2 separate regions of the Sus scrofa genome follow, and region 1 is linked to region 2. The links are chromatin contacts, called in public Hi-C maps. All regions are on one chromosome and are shown on one strand. The core of a region is the stretch at or near the end of the contact, and the rest is flanking DNA. Distances in the headings are between cores, read along the strand shown. Region 1 has its middle 17 kb from the start of SCGB1A1. Region 2 holds the start of GNG3 (guanine nucleotide-binding protein G(I)/G(S)/G(O) subunit gamma-3).

The links. Hi-C and Micro-C count contacts between places; a contact is called where the count stands out from the background.
Region 1: a contact with region 2 is called in a Hi-C map of skeletal muscle, with 4 times the contacts expected there. The contact joins the enhancer-like site here to the promoter of GNG3 in region 2. A contact is called at or near these places in 24 of 47 Hi-C or Micro-C datasets (adipose tissue, alveolar macrophages, blood and 14 more) and 2 of 2 datasets of contacts at active chromatin or transcription factors (alveolar macrophages and skeletal muscle).

The regions. Positions count from the first base shown.
Region 1 is chr2:9,318,183-9,320,984 of Sscrofa11.1, forward strand. No RefSeq gene overlaps it. Among named protein-coding and RNA genes, the nearest start is that of SCGB1A1, 17 kb to the left of the region's middle. Within about 2 kb of position 1,444, at least 13 of the 83 cell types and tissues checked have an H3K27ac peak or open chromatin away from gene starts, as enhancers often do. A contact at or near this core is called in adipose tissue, fetal skeletal muscle, skeletal muscle and 1 more, where this site is marked.
Region 2 is chr2:9,053,820-9,056,598 of Sscrofa11.1, forward strand. It overlaps GNG3 (guanine nucleotide-binding protein G(I)/G(S)/G(O) subunit gamma-3), which reads right to left and starts at 1,251. Exons shown (of 3, transcript XM_013994205.2): 1 at 557-1,251; 2 at 64-163. The coding sequence starts at 162. It overlaps BSCL2 (BSCL2, seipin lipid droplet biogenesis associated), which reads left to right. Exons shown (of 14, transcript NM_001348785.1): 3 at 1,175-1,393. The coding sequence starts at 1,304.

The DNA of each region.
Region 1 (2,802 bases), core at 194-2,693, 260 kb after region 2:
GTCTTTCCCCAGTGGATTCAGAACGCCAGGAAGTATGATGAGTAAAGCACACGGATCTCTGGGTCCCAGAGGCTGGAGAGGGAGAGGCACTGGTCAGGAAGGGTTCGGCTGGGAGCAGCCTGTTCCATGATGGCCCCGGGGAGACCTGTGCCTGCCAGGTGGCCTGGCCAGAGGGGACAGAGTGTGGGGACACCTCCTTGAACCTCTGGTGCCGCATGGGGTCCGTCATTGTCCACAGGGTCCTCTCCCCACTTCAGGTCCATTCTCCCCAGAGCGGCCAGAGCCATCTTTTAAACCTAAATCAGATCAGGAGTTCCCACTGTGGATCAGCAGGTTAAGAACCCAACTAGTGTCCATGAGGATTGGGGTTTGAGCCCTGGCCTCGCTTAGTGGGTAAAGGATGCGGCATTGCTGTGGCTGTGGTGTAGCAGCTGCAGCTCGGATTTGACCCCTACCTAGCCTGGGAACTTCCATATGCCACAGATACAGCCCCACCCTGCAAAAAAAAAAAAAAAAAGTCAGATCATGTCACCTCTCTGTGTAAGCCCCTCTTGGCTTCCCACAGCACTCAGAATAAAACCCAAAGCCTCACCTGGTCCACATAGCCTGGGGAGACCTGTCCCCACCTGTCTCAGGCCCCATCTGTATTTCTACCCCGGCACTCAGTACCTGGGACCATGCTGGCTGGCCTTCCCCCCTGCAGGTAGGTCGAGGGCTGGGCTGTCCAGATTATTTCCTGATTGCAACTCACACAGCCCCTCTGTGGCCCAGCCTGCCCTCACTCCCATTCCTTTGTCCCCTGTCACTCCTGCTTTCTTTCCTTGAGAGCCTTCCTCACCATCTGAAATGATCATATTTACCTGTATCTTTGTCTATTAGCTGTACTCCCCCCAGAATGTAAGCTCCACACTCACCTATGACTCTCCAGGCCCCAGCACGTAGGAGGCGCTTATTACTTTTTTCTGGTTTTATAGCTGCACCCGTGGCATATGGAGGTTCCCAGGTTAGGAGTCGAATTGGAGCTGCAGCTGCCGGCCTATGCCACAGCCACAGCAACGCCAGATCTGAGCCTCACCTGCGACCTACCCTGCAGCTCACGGCAACGCCGGATCCTTAACCCACTGAGCAAGGCTAGGGATCGAACCCGCAACCTTATGATTGCTGGTCGGATTTGTTAACCACTGAGCCACGACGGGAACTCCTAAATGTGAAGATTTTGAAGGAGAAGAAGAGCCTGTGCTGGGAAGGGACTGACAGACCTTGGCAAAGAGAAGCATCCTAACATTTTTGTGTAATTACATACTTCCCTACCGCCCAAACTGCTAAAGTGTTAAGTTTTAAAATACAGCCCTGACTGAAGTAACTGCACCCTCTCTCTGACCTCCAGAGAGTTGAGCCTCTGATGGCAAAGGCCCGGCAGCCTGAGGCTGGCTGTCCTCTCGACTGGTGACACAGCGCCCCCTATGGGGCTGTTTGGAACATGAAACTTTGAGCTTTTTTTCTCGAGGCCTCAGAGGTGTCAGCTGTAAATTGGAGCTAGCAGAGGCCACCAGCTGTCCTTCTCAGAGGTACTGTCAGTTCCGTAAGTGCTAGGAGGAAAATCAAGCTTTCCAGAAGCTCCCACTGAGAAGTGTGAGTAGAGTCGGCTGGGGAGGGGTGGCCGAGGCCCAGGGCTGGGGGTTGCCTCAAGGGTCTCACAAGCGTTTGGAAAGGCAGACAGAGGAAGGCGACTGGGGTTCATAGCTGGTCCCCTAGCAGCTGCTGTCGAGGGGAAAGACAGAAAGGCTCCCTGGAGGAGGCGTCTCCTTGGGGGGAGTAGGAAGTGAGGTCAGAGCTGGGAGAGGCTGGGCCCCCTGCATCGACTGTTCTCTGTCTGCTGGGCTTGGCGCTGGTACGGGGGACATCGAGTGGGAGACAGATCGCAATGGTGACAGTTTCCATGGAGGAGGGGTCCCTTGGGTGGGTTCTGTGATGGGCAGGCCTGGGGTGGGGGAGGAGAGGCAGGGTGCTCTGGGCAGAGGCAAGACAGTGTGTGAAGCTTGATGGCCCCAGGGCAGGGAGGGAGGTGGGACAGGGCATCCTGAGAAGCCAGCGAGGCCAAGGCCCAGGGGCTGGATGAAGCCAGAGAGCACTGGGCGAGGCAATCCGTGCAGAGCCTTGAGTGACAAAGAGGCATTTGGCTTGACCTTGGTCACAAGATGCCCCGGAACGTGTAAGGAGGGGTGGAAGGCAGGCTGGAGCAGGGGCAGTGGGGAAGGAAGAGGGCCTATGTCTGGGGGATGGAGGGCCTGTTGGGGGGCGGGGGGGAGGTGGGTAAAGCCAGGGCTGGCACACAGCTCAGTTCACTGAATCTTCTAGAAGCACCACGCTGAAGGGCGGACTAGGGTGGGGTGGAGTTTGAGTTCAATGTTATTTGGACTTTGTGGTCATGGCTGTTGTTTGTTAAATGCATGTGAATGATCCCCCACCCGGGCACTTGAACTTGGATGTACACAGAGCCACCGCCCACACCCACACCCCCACGCAGGCCTGGGGCCAGCCTCTGCCTCCCTGGCGCAGCCCTCAGCCCCGCAGGGTGGGGAGTTGGCTGGAGAAATGGCCCCCGGGGGCGATTCTGGGCTGTGACCTGGGGCGCCCCAGCTGTAGACTCATGTTCTGCTCCCTGCCCCCCCAACTCACAGTCTCCCGAGGTCCCAGCCCCCTCTTCCCCACCCAGGCCCTGACCTGTGGGAGCCTCTGCCGAGAGGGCCTTCACCTCGACGGGAAGCTGACCTCTGTCCCCCAACGGCAAGGGGGCCTCCT
Region 2 (2,779 bases), core at 1-2,500:
TCATCCTGAGGTTTGGCAGTCTACAGTACAGCCCTGCCAACTGGGATCTAGGGCCCCACCCACCTTTATCCTGCACAAACTAGCTTCAATCTTAAGCTGTTCCACCATCTTGCGGGCTTGCCCAATGCTCATAGTGCTGTTCACAGGGGTCTCCCCTTTCATCCTGGAAAAGAGAGACAGCTCAGAGCATGATAGGGGGCCCTGCACAGTCTCAGCTGAAGGCCCCCCGCTCATCAGCCTTTACGAGGCTGGGTCATATGCTCCCGTATTTTACTTCCCTCTTATCCCCAACCTCCAGTGGTCTTTCCCACCCCTGTCTTCCAAAGCTGAGGAAATGGAGAGGTGGGACGAGAAGCTCCCCAAACTCCTACATGGCCTGGGCCTCAGATCATTAAACGTACTAATGATTCAAGGCTTACAGCTCTCAAGCTCTGTGTGTTGCCAGCTTGGAAAACCCCAGCTAGAAACAGGAGCCCCGCCCTGATGAGGAGAGCACATAACCCCCACCCGCCCCCGTGAGCCCCAAAGGGAGAAAAGCAGGATGTTCCCTACTCACCTGAGGCCACAGGCAGTGTCAGTCCTGGGGAGTGGGATCTGGGGTGCACCAAAACCTTCTGCCTGAGATGGGTGCCCCACCTTGCAGGGAGTTGCAGCTGAGAGTATCTGACGCAGCAGCCAAAGCAACTAATACAGAGAAGGCCACGGGGGAGGGGAGGGTCAGAGGCTGGTGGAGGACTGACTGGTCCCCGTTTCTCCAGCTCAAGCACTGCCCAAATACCTGAAGGATGAAGGATGCTAGAAGGAGCTGCTCAGATCCTGGCGCATACCAATCGTCTGGCCAGTGGGGGAGCCTAGCTGCTCTGCCTGCAGCCCCTGTGCACACCCCCATCGTTACTGTCTCACAACCTGCCCTTCCCCCATTGCAGGCATCCTGAGTCTGGGCTAGAGCCCTCCCCAAAGGAGCTGAAAGTAACTGAGTCCCAGGCAGACTCCCCCCCTCAAATGGGGTGGTCTGGACCTGTGACAGCCCCTGCATTGGAGTCAGTACTGGCTGCCGGGAGACCCTGCTCATTTGAAAATCTGACATCAGCTGGGCAGTCACCCCCCCCACTCCACCCCTCCTCCCTCTACTCTGACACAGCATTTAGCACCTGACTCTTCGTTTCTCTCCCAGGGACCCTCCATTCCCAATTTCCAGGAAAATGTGATGAGCTACAGGTATCAACTTCTAGATCACCACTTAATGACCTAGCTACAAGTGACTGGCGTGGAAAATCTAGGGGCAGCGAGGTCCATCAGGAAGATGTCTAAAGAAATGGCAGACCAAAAAGAAGGAGAAGCTAAGGAAAAAGAGGTGTGCAGAGACCAGATCAAAGAATCGGACAAAGAAGAGGTAGGGGAGAGTTCAGTGGGTGTTTCTGGAAATAGATGGGCTTCCTGGGGGTGGGTGTGTATTGGTCGGGAGATTGCGTTGTGCTTAGTGCTGTGAGGAATGCAAAGATGTACACAACACTGACCCTACCCTCGAAGGATCTTTTTTGGGGTGAATGGACATATATAGAATAGAGGGTGCCACTCGCCAAGACTAGTCTAGATAATGCGCTGCGGGAACTCTGTGGGAAAGTCTGGTTAGGGTCAGAGGAGGTCGATTACGCATCAAAAAAACTGGAGACCAAACACGGACCTGAAATGCTACCACTCTTGTAAAACAGGGGACAGCCAGCCCGCCAGCGCAACGCGCAAGATGCGCAGGTCACCACAGATCACAACGTTCTCGGGGCGCATGCTCTCTGCTTCGAATGCCTACAGGTCCAAGGAGGTGGATGCCCACCTCTCCCCCTTTTCGGGGTTTAAATAGTGGGTAGTGAACGTTTGGGCGGAGGGCCGTGATTGCGGCCTCGAGAGGCGGGCCGAGAGGGATGCTGCTGACTCATAGCTTGTCTGGGGCAAATTTTGGGGCTTGGAAGGAGGCGCCTGTCCCCTTTGGTGCTGGTAACGGGTGGGTAACGGACCACTGGGAGTGACAGTGCCGAGCTCGAGGAGGTGGGAACCAGGCGGCCCGGAAGGCCCCACCCCTTGCTCTGGGCCCCGCCCCTTGACGAGGCCCCGCCCCCCAGTGCTACAAAGGCAGCCGGCGGAAGGGGGCGGGGCTTCCCCGAGAGGCGGAAGTGCCTTCTCGCGGTTTCCCTGGCAGCGCGCTGCTGGTGAGTCTGCGGAGCTGCGGCGGCCGGCGGGCTGCTTTCTGTGGTGGTGTGGTTGGATGGGGGCACCGGGCCCCGCGCCCACTGCCAAACCGGAGGGGCCTGGCAGGGAGCGGCCGTTGGCTGCTGGATGTCCTGCCCGGTGTGGGGCGTGGCGCGGTCTGAGAGCGAGCGTAGTTGCAGGCGGAGAAGAGAAACTCGGGAGGCCACTGTGGCTGCGCTGAGGCTGCTCGCTCTGAGTCCCGCTGTGCGACCTTAGGCAAGTCCCACATTCTTCTTGCAACCACCTCGGAGTGGGGAATCAGTGTCATCATGTGTTTAAAACCGCCTTTTTTTAAAGAGAACTTTAAGGTGCGCCTCCTCTGTATGTCATGTATTGCTGCGAATGAGTATCAAGGTGTTCCCGTCCCAGAATCAGGTGACCAGAGAACGAGTTCAATTGAGGAACTCTAGCACCGGTGGCAGAGAGAGAAAGCACCTGTGGAGGAAAGGAAGGGATGGTTGGCTGAGAAAGGCAGTCAATTGGAAAAAAGCCATATGAAACAAAGACTTTGCCATGTCTTGGTGTCTCCAGTTCC